2 separate regions of the Capsicum annuum genome follow, and region 1 is linked to region 2. A link is a contact called in public Hi-C data. All regions are on one chromosome and are shown on one strand. Each heading gives the region's core, a stretch centred on a gene start, on an enhancer-like site or on the middle of the called end of the contact. The rest is flanking DNA. Distances are from core to core; before and after follow the strand shown. Region 1 holds the start of LOC107855661 (citrate synthase, glyoxysomal). Region 2 holds the start of LOC107842310 (putative [ribosomal protein S18]-alanine N-acetyltransferase).

Region 1 (5,574 bases), core at 2,547-5,046, 600 kb after region 2:
GTGTACTACTATTATTAATATTAGTTATATTAATATTTTTATATTTTTATAAATATTTTTTAAAATTAAATGCATATTTATCATTACTATTATTATCATCAATAATTTTTATCTTTCCCTAATATGTAAATAAATTATATTTAAATATATTTTATAACATTTAAATTTTATAAGAGATAAGTTTGAAATAATATATATCTATTAGAACTCTTTAATTATTAGTTTTTATTTTTAAGATAACGAAAATCTTTTTTGTAAAAGGATAATTTATTCAAATTCAAATACTTAATTTTTCAATTCAAAATTTTTATTACAATATTTTTAACTTTGTCTTAAAATATTTTTTAATATTGTCTTAAAAATTGTCACGTGGCTATTTTAATAGCTTGACACGTGGCATCTTGTCTTGCTTATGTTTTACTTTTATATATATAGAGAGAGATTATATGCTACAAACTTTCTTGTTCTTTTTTTTGTTTTAGTTGATATAAACAGGCAATGAGTTCAATCATGTTTATATTTATATTTATAACTCTAATTTTAGAATATTGTGAATCTTTTAGTGCATTAATTATTTTGATCTACTTTGTACAATATAAAGGATTAAGATGAATAAGATTAATATCTTATTGTATTGATAAATATGAGGGGTTAAGCATTAGTTGAATGTTCTAAAATGGGAGGGAATTCAATTTTGATAGTGATTAATATTTATAATTTCATTCAAATTGAGTAAATTGAAAAAGTATGATAGGGTTGATCGAAAATAGAGTTGAAGAGTGAATATTCAAAACTATGAAGGACTAATCCATTTATTCGAAAAAATAATATACAATAAGATTCATTAATATTTGTTGGTCCATTATCATAAGAGAATAAGTGGATATTGTGAAATCATGCAAACAAGTTATGACTTTAGATAATGTTATAAGTTATTTATTGAAAAAACGGTAATAAGAAAATATATATGAGAGAGGGGAAATTGACTATTATTGAGACTTTACTCAAAATATTTGCCTTGACGCAAATATATTTTAAATTTATAAAAAATATACTATGACTAAGCTCGTGCAAAGAAATACAAAATTTACTTTGAAAGAAAAATCTATTAAGACAAGAAAAGAGAAGGGGAACTGCTTTCTTCCTTTTGATAAGAGGGTGCAAATTAAAATATTTAATATAAAATAATTTAAATTTCAAGTTAAAATTTTATAGAGAAGCCTCATGTGCATAACTCTAAAACATATCTTTCATTAGTTTTTTGTTTTTTCTAACCAAATTTAGAAGTAAGTCACTTAACTAATAATAATTATGTTAAATATACATTTTCTTTTGTAATTCTATGAATTTTTTACAAAATAAATCAATATAGATCACAATATTATCTAATATTCTCAAGTAATTATATTACAATATAATATTATTTGCACGTGGATACTAAATTTTGAAAAAAAATATTTAAATTTTATGTAATTAATGATATTAAGTTTAATATTTTAATAGTTATTTTTTATTTTGCATAAATTTATTAATTTCAAATATGTGAACGATATTGAATAAATTTTTTATTATATAAAATCAATAAGATAGTAATTTCTATAATTAATTTCATTTAATATCGACCGCGCATCGCGCGGGTACTAGTACTAGTTATTCCATTAAATGCACATTCTTAAGTATTATTACTATTGATTGGAGTTAATTACTCTTTCATTAAATTAGCAAGGTAAATATGAAAAAAGATGTTCAATAATCTTTTCATTCTTTAAATATGTCAATTATTTTGAAATAAAATTTTAACAAATATGTCAAGTAATATGAGACGAAAAAAGTAATTTTTAATATTTCTTTTCTTTTTTTTTTAGAAAAACTTCCATGTCAAATTTCACGATATAAAAATTTACGAACGATACAATTGCTGCCTATGAGTTACTGTTTTTCTCTAATTTCTTTCTCTTCCTCAAATTATTTTATTTTGTTCAGGTCCACTACCGATAAATGATGAATATTTTATCGGCCAGCGAAATTTGTTAGTTAGATTGACACGTTGTATGTGCGTAATATGATATTAAACCCGAGCCAAACTAACATTTCTTTTTTTAAAAAAAACACTTACGACTCATTTGTTTGCACTTAATGGAGGTATGAATCTGAATGATTCAGATTTCAGACCATTAATTACATTTATTTTTTATTAAGATTTTAGCTGTTAATAGGTTTGAATAGGTTAATCATTCAGATCTAGAATCAAGTCTTAATAGGTCTGAAGAGGTATTGTGGTGTTGAATAATATTCACCGTCACTCTATTCATAATAATCATCAGTCACCAACTCTGCCACCACCATCATTGTCAACCAGCACCCACCACCACCAACCACCTCCACCATCACAACCATCATCGACAACAAATATCGCTACCACACATACTACTTCTATTTTTCTAATTATATTTATCGCCACCACCAATGTCAACAGCACCACCATCATCAACCACTACTGGAATCAACTCATCTATCACAACTAGCACCACCGCTAATTACGACCACTAATACATCACAACCTCCACACATTCTTCGGCGACCACCACCATTGCCACTAGTAACGCTACCTCTACCATCACTTCAATCACTATCATCGCCACAATTTATCTCTACTAACAACCATCTCTACCATCACAACTAACGTCTCCAACTAGCATCAACACATCGTCAACCATCATGCATTCATTTTTCAACCATTACAATCAACACCTCCAACTACTAACATCAAGCAACGTCACATCATAACCAACACCACCACCACTATCAACCGCCACCATCATAACATCACTATAATACCAACCATCACAACTATCACCACTAATATTACTAATCACTAACATCAATCATTATCACCGCAACCACCATTATAAACCATCTCCACTATCACTAACAAACATAAATATTTTTTTCAATCAAATAATATAATTTTGTTGTATTAAATTACATATTTTTCTGATATATAATTAGTTTTTATTTTGAATTGTATTTTTTATTTTATTATATATACAAATAATTTTTTTTGCACATTCAGATATTGAAAAACAAACAGTTTTAATCATTCGGTTTTCATATTTAGAGATAATATCTTCATCATTCAGACGTGCATTCAGATTCAGAAGTCTGAATCTTAAAAAAAACAAATGCAGCCTTAAACTCGATCACATGCATAGGCTGCATAAGTGCCGATTTTTTTATTAACTATGTTAGTGTTAAAATTTTTAGTTAATACATATACGCTATAATTCTGTTTAATATTAATATTTTTTAAAAATTTATTTATAGTATTCAATATTTTTTTTTATAATATTATAATTTAATTTTAAGCCACAAATCAGTTAACCAACGTTAAACTAAGTTTCGACTTACACGATTAGTTTATGTAAAAAAAAAATAGTGAATACCTTTGCCAAAATCAATATGGGTTGTAACAGGGTAATTGAGATTTGTTCGTTGCTACTTAGAGATTTTGTGTTTGAGATCTAGAAAAAAAAATAAAAAATTGTCAGGAGCATTACTTTTAAAAATGATTTAGTATTGTATGAATTTAAATTTAATCAAATATAATGTACCATCAAATATTGAGGAAAAATACCTTTTTTTGTGGAAATTTTAGAAAAAAACTTTTATTTTTTAACTGTGCATCAAGTAAATCCGTTTCGTGCAATAACTTAAAAATCATACTAAACCACACTAACAAATGCTCGATACAAGAAGTTATAAATTGAGAAAGTTGCTGGCAAAGAAGAATTAATCTCATGTCTTTTACGTGTAAAATCACTCACTCAACTAACTTAAGGTAAAAAAAACCCAAATATTTGGATAATGAATTACCATGACACGTTGTAAAAAACATAAAAAGGAAAAAAACTACAAACAAAACAGATAGGACCATTTTCCCAGTAGTAATTCACCACAAATTGCTCATCAATTTCCCCACTTTTATTTCCATTATAACCTAAGATCAATAAATTCACACACGCAATATAATATAAACAACCAACACAGGATCATCAAACACAAAAATTTCTCTAGAAAAAATATACAAAAATGGAAAACGGAAATTCATCATCAACAATTGCTCGAGGAAGATTAGCGGTACTTTCAGCTCATCTCGCAGCTACTTCTTCCCTCAATATCTCCGATTCCAAACTTCTAGAAACTTCCGTCGTCTCCGCCGTTGTACCGCCGCCGCCGAATGTAAAAGGCGCTTTAACGATCTTCGATGAACGGACAGGTAAGAAGTATCCGGTTCAGGTTTCCGAAGAAGGCACTATTAAAGCCACTGATTTGAAGAAGGTAAATCATCAAATTCCAAATCTTCCTATGTTACTATTATTCCGCTTGAATTTTGATCTCGGTTTACTTTTACTTGTCACGTTTTTTTTATCGAGAGACAAATAATTTGTATCAACTTTGATCAATATTTTTGTTGTTTTTTTTATGTCATTAATATGAGAAAAATTGCAGATTATCCATTTTTTTGTATAGTTTTCAAAGATCTAGATTTTAAATATAAAGTATCGAGTTAATTTATTTTGATTTAGCATTGAATATTAGACAAATTGACTCTCGTGAAGCAAACGTGAGAAATAAAACTGAAGGTAACTACTACTGTGCTAGCTCTAATGTACTATTAAAGCTACTGAGTTGAAGAAGGTAAATCATCAAATTCCAATTCTTCCGATCCTATTTTATCTTTGTTTGTCACGTTTAACTTATCGAGAGTCAGTTTTGATCAATAATTTAAGATGTATTTTTTATTATCTCATTAATATGAGAAAAAAATGCAATTTATCATATACTGTTCGAAGATCTAAATTTTAAATGATGTTGAATTAATCTAATTCAATTTAGCTCCTAAAGATTAGTCAAATTGATTTTCGTGACAAATAAAAGTGAACTGAACGAGTACCATTGTGCTGGCTCTAGCAAGAAGTATCCGGTTAAGAAGGTACTATTAAAGACACGTATTTGAAGAAGGTAAATCATCACTTTTGACTCTAAGATGTAATTTTTCCACTTGAATTTTGATCCTCGACGATTTTTTCTTGTCAAGTTTTGCTTATCGAGAGTCAATTTGTTTCATTTCATTTATATGAGAAATACTGCAGTTTATAGTTATTTCTTTTTTATATAATTTTGGGAGATCTAAATTTCAAATGTAAAGTATTGAATTAATCTAATTTAATTTAGCTTTCAAGATCAGTTAAATTGACTCTCTAATTCCTAATCTTCGGATGCAATTTTGATCTCTGTCTACGATAACGACGATTTTTATCCTCCATTTATTTTTAGTTGTCACGTGTGGCTTATCGTGAGTCAATCTGATATGAATCTTGATCAATATTTTAAGATGTATTTTTTTTAATCTCATAATATAAGAAATATTGAAATTTATAGTTTTTTCTTTTTATAGTTTTCGAAGATCTAAGTTTTAGATGTGAAGAATTAAATTAATCTAATTCATTTTAGTTCGGAAGCTTAAAAAAATGACTTTTGTGAAGAGAAACGTGACAAGTAAAAGTAAAGGAA
Region 2 (5,042 bases), core at 1,795-4,294:
AAGGCATTTCTTTTCACCAGCTTTTACAAGGGAAGCTGACCAATCTCTACATAGAATATGAGACAGCTGCAAAATTATGGAAAAGATAAAGTTCCCTTTATTTCAGTATGCTATTATTCCATCTCAAAATCCAAATACATTCTGTAGGCATTTCTATCTGAAGAATAGTAGCCTTCCACAAGACTATCCACTTGGAAACCAAGTTTCTTATATAGCTGCATGGCTGCAATCCTTGTAGGATCTACATGAAGTGATATCCGGTGAACATTTCTTGTTCTGCATTTCTGCACTGCTGCCTTCAGCAATATCTCTCCATGGCCTAGTCCCCTGTAATTCTCTTTCACTAATGCCATTCCACAGGAAAGTAACATCAGTAAGCAATTATGAAAATATTTTAAATGTCAAAAATGAAGGAATATTGTAAATGAAACTCTTTCCCCTCTTTTTTCAACTTGTGATGATTCACTTAGGCCAGAGACCAATACGAAAAAAGACAGGCATGTAGCGGAAGCAAACTTTTTCTTACTGGTAAGGATCACGATAAGAAATTCATAACCACAGAAAGAACCAAAGTAATTCTTTAAAGAAAACAAAGAAAAATAATCATCACATGAAAGATGGTTCTTTCTTCAATGCAATGATGGACAATGCTTCCCCTGACTTATCAGGAATATTTACTGATAATATCAATTTACCTTCTGTCATTCTCTATAGTGATTCAATATGATGGCGTTCAGAGAAAGATTTAACTGAAATCTCACGCGAAACACCTTAAAAACAAGTGCTAGCTATTTCAAGATTTGTTCTTTCCTCAATAGTATATACAGTAAGCTTTAATTAGTTTGAGGGAGGACATATTTTGGTTAGGTATGATATAGCCTATGGAGTCATGCAAATCCTGAGCAGCTAAACTAAATGGCAGCATCTCTTTCACATTTGCTAAACACCTTGTTCAATTCTTCGTCCGAGAGGTGCCAGCAGGTCATTGTTAACATATCAGTTCCTCGGAGGGGAAAAATGCATAACACCACTCTAACTGAGAGACTTGGATCCTTCAAAAAAAAAATGATGCAGATTCCAACAGAAGCAATTTTTCTTACCTCTATGTTCGTAGAGATCAGAACTTGTTTGGCAAATGCATTCAAGCATATTCTTCTTAGAAAGACATCTTTTTTGTAGATGAACTACTCCAAAATAGGTATTTTTATCTATTGAATGTTCAAGTTATAGTCACATTCACACTTCTGATGTTCTTTCTCATACGCAAACATTAGCAAAGAGACGCATTTAAGTTCCTCGTGATTATAACTTGCTATCTTAAATCACATTGGTCACATCCAATCCTGTGAATTCTACCTCGTCGTGCAAAAGTTCATCCCCAACCTAATGTGGATCACACTGGTACAAGTTTCATAGACCAGTGTCAACTACCAATTGCAAGCACAGTAGTGCCTCTAGAAACGAAGTATCCTTGAATCTAATGATTCCTAATCTTTTCTCCATCCCAAAATCGATATGCTTAGCAATAGTTACACATGTTAGACAACTAATAGAGAGGCCATAGTTGTCATTTCGCCTGCTATTAAACTTATAGGCTCTTTTATAAATGTCGAGAAGTAATCTGACAGCAATTGAGCTGCAACTTCAGATAAACACTGTTAGATGGTAATGGATCAGATGCTACTTAGTAATTAAAGCATCTCAACTTTCCAACATACTGTTTCAACTTCAGTCCCAATCCAAGAATACCAAGAGTTACAATTAAAATTCCACACTAACCAACAAGAACTGATTAGCAAGGAACTACATCCACGATCCCATCACCTCAATTTTAGGATCTCTCAATCAATGAGTGCACTTTATCTCCTTACATTTAACAACAACAAGAACAATATATCCCGTGTAATGCCACAACTGGGGTCTGGGAAGGGTAACGTGTACATATTCTTACCCCTACCTTGCGAAGATAGAGAGGTTGTTCTTGATAAACCCTCAGCCAAACAATCTCATATAGCAGCTTAGAACCTATTTGAATGAGCTTATAACTTGCGACTTTAAAACAAGTACTTAAAAACACTTTTTATTTTCTCCAAACACTACAAAACAGCTTAAAAGCTATTTTAGCTTAAAAGCACCTAAAATAAGTAAATCCAAACAAGCTCTTAAGGCTCATTTGGCTGGTGAACCAGTTATCCTTATTAACCCACCCTCAATATGGGATTAAAAAACACTACAATTCCGGAATAACTAATTCCAACCAAACATGGAATAAACTCATCCTAAAATTATTCCAAGATTAGTTATCCCTTATCCCTCATACAAAACGAGTCCATAGAATCCGATCCAAGAATATTACTACAACTATAATGCCTCAATAATCAGATTAAATTCAATAATAAGACCAATTACTAACACAAAAATCTACACCCAAACAAAAAAAAGTATGCAAGATGAAAAGGAATTTTCTTATTCAAACCTGCTAATTTAGTGATGCAAGCACAAAGAGAAGAAGGCCAAGAGTACATAACATAACCAGCAACATCTCCACCCATTTGAATGTAAAGCAACCCACTGTTCTTCTTTTTCAGTTCTTCATCAAAAGATCTAGCTAATGATTCGTGTTTGGGGAAAATCTTTTTCTCTATTCTCACTATGTCTTCAACTAATTTAGACCAATTTGGTGAATTTCTTTGTAATTCAATTATTACTCTTGTTACCATTTTTCTTGGATTTCCTATTTCTCTGTTGTTGCATTAGGTTAACAAGAATCAACTTTCTGACCAAAAAAAAAAAAAAACACAAGAATCAACTTGTATAATGGGTCGGGTATTTTTTGTTGGAGAGGACAAATATAACACCTAAAATTAAAATAATTTAATAAAATTAATTTTAAATTTAAAAATTCAATAAATAGCAACCATCATAATCATTTATACGTAGTCTCGCAAATTAGGTTTCTTTCTTTTTTCAGTCTAACCTGCAGAAGTACTTTTGAATACCCACTTTAAATTTAACTAGCTGTTTCTTGTGCTTAATTGTCTTTTTTGTGTGTTTATTGTTCAAGTAACTAATGACCTTATATGCTCCCTTAGTTTCATTTTATTCGTTTTAAATTTTTTAATTTATTATTCCATTTTATTTTATCTTTTTTACTTATCAAGACGAGATAATTTTTTTTTTGTATAATTAATTACTCCTTATTATTAGTATTCTTGAAAAAGAAAAACGTTGCAAAGATAAGTACCATTAAAAGTACACTATTAAGAATATAAATGGTGTTTTGGTATTAGTCATCCATCAGTATTCAAACTAACAACAAGACACAATTAAGAGGGGCAAAATGATAAAATTACATTACCAATCATTATTTTCTTAATTGATGTATCATTTCAATTTAGGACGGATAAAATGAGACGGAGAGAGTATTAAAAAGTAACTCTTTTTCAATCCACAACAAAGTCTCTCTCTTTATTTTTTATTTTTTTTAGGCTAAACTCAAATCCTCTCTTTTGTCACTTTCTCTCTCTTCTTCTTCTTCGTACATTACACCATCTCTGTAACTCCATAGCTATTTTCTTCTTCGTACATTACGTTATTTCTGTAACTCCAAAGCTATTTTTCTCTTCTATACATACATTCACTTTCTACAAGTCATCCTCTATTTCTCTTCTTCAGATTCCTCTGTAAAAGGTGTATTTATGTGGTATATATACTGTATCGACGTGGTATAAAAGTGCATCAATCTAGTATAAAACTGTATCAATGTGGTATTAAAGTGTATCAATGTAGTATAAAAATGTATCAATATGGTATAAAAGTGTATCAATTGGGTATAGAGTCTACATGCGATCGACGAACTAAATGACTAAAAATTGGAATTAAATTGGGCCGACTGGCTTCAATTGTCCAACTTTTAAATTGCTGGCCATTTCTTTTCAAAATGGCCAGCCCATGTCCTTTTCTTTTTTAAAAAAAAAATTACTCCGATTTTTAATTTGGGAAGAGGAACACTTTATAACACTTTTTAAAACAAATAGCCCAAGTTTGAAAACTTTCCAAAAAGTGGTCAGTCGGATATACTAATTCCGCTTTATAGTCATTTCCTAATTTGAGTCATTTTGGCCTACGTAGTCCATATACAATACTGATACAGTCTATATACAATATTGATACAGTATTCAACTTGGGCAACTCGGCCCTTTTAAAAATATTTCAATTTTTTTTTGCTATAAATTTTTTGATTGATCAAATATTCTATTTTTTCTTATTGTTTAGAAATAATTATTAAACTATATAAAAACGATATAATTGTTAAAGAGAATATGTATCTATATAAAATATATGTATATAAATTGTATAGTTCTATCAAATATGTATATGTATGAAATATATATAAAATATATATAGAAAGTGTATGAAAATTATATAATTATTGTATAAAATGTGTAAAAAAAAAAGTGCAGTTATTGTTTGGACTGTGTACATCTTACCCTCCCCAGACCCCACTTTGTGGGAATACACTGGGTATGTTGTTGTTGTTGTATTGTATATATTGTGTATCAAAATTGTATAATTTTCGAATAGAATATTTATGTGTATAAGATTTGTATAGAAACTGTATAGAAGATGCGTAGAAACGTTATAAAATAAGCCAGTAAATTGAAATGGCTAGAAAGTAAAATTTAAATTCAATGATCATTTTCATGAAAATAGTTTAATTTGAAGTGTCGTTTTATCCTTTCCCCTTTGAGTTTTGATTTTAATTAAGGATAGAAAGGTTATTTTAACAGTCACATGACATTTTCTCAATTAAAAGTCAGAAAATAATTTTTTTGATTTATTAAATATAGTCCTTCAAATATATATATATATATATGTGAGTTATTAATGTAGGATAGAAAGTATAGATCGTTTTACTTTAATTAAGAGTTAATACATAAAAATAACCCTAAACTTGACACCAAATTATAACTTTGACCTTAAACTTTGATAGTGCACAAATAGGACCTTTAACTATTTAAAACCTGAACAAATATGACCTC

Evidence for each region. A called contact is a pair of places that touch in the nucleus more often than the background predicts.
Region 1: a contact with region 2 is called in a Hi-C map of leaf, with 2.7 times the contacts expected there. The contact joins the promoter of LOC107855661 here to the promoter of LOC107842310 in region 2. A contact is called at or near these places in 2 of 5 Hi-C or Micro-C datasets (leaf and placenta).

The regions. Positions count from the first base shown.
Region 1 is chr9:193,024,243-193,029,816 of UCD10Xv1.1, forward strand. It overlaps LOC107855661 (citrate synthase, glyoxysomal), which reads left to right and starts at 3,797. Exons shown (of 13, transcript XM_016700679.2): 1 at 3,797-4,338. The coding sequence starts at 4,090.
Region 2 is chr9:192,429,952-192,434,993 of UCD10Xv1.1, forward strand. LOC107842310 (putative [ribosomal protein S18]-alanine N-acetyltransferase) reads right to left here and starts at 3,045. Exons shown (of 2, transcript XM_016686076.2): 1 at 2,477-3,045; 2 at 1-343. The coding sequence starts at 2,720. The coding sequence ends at 114.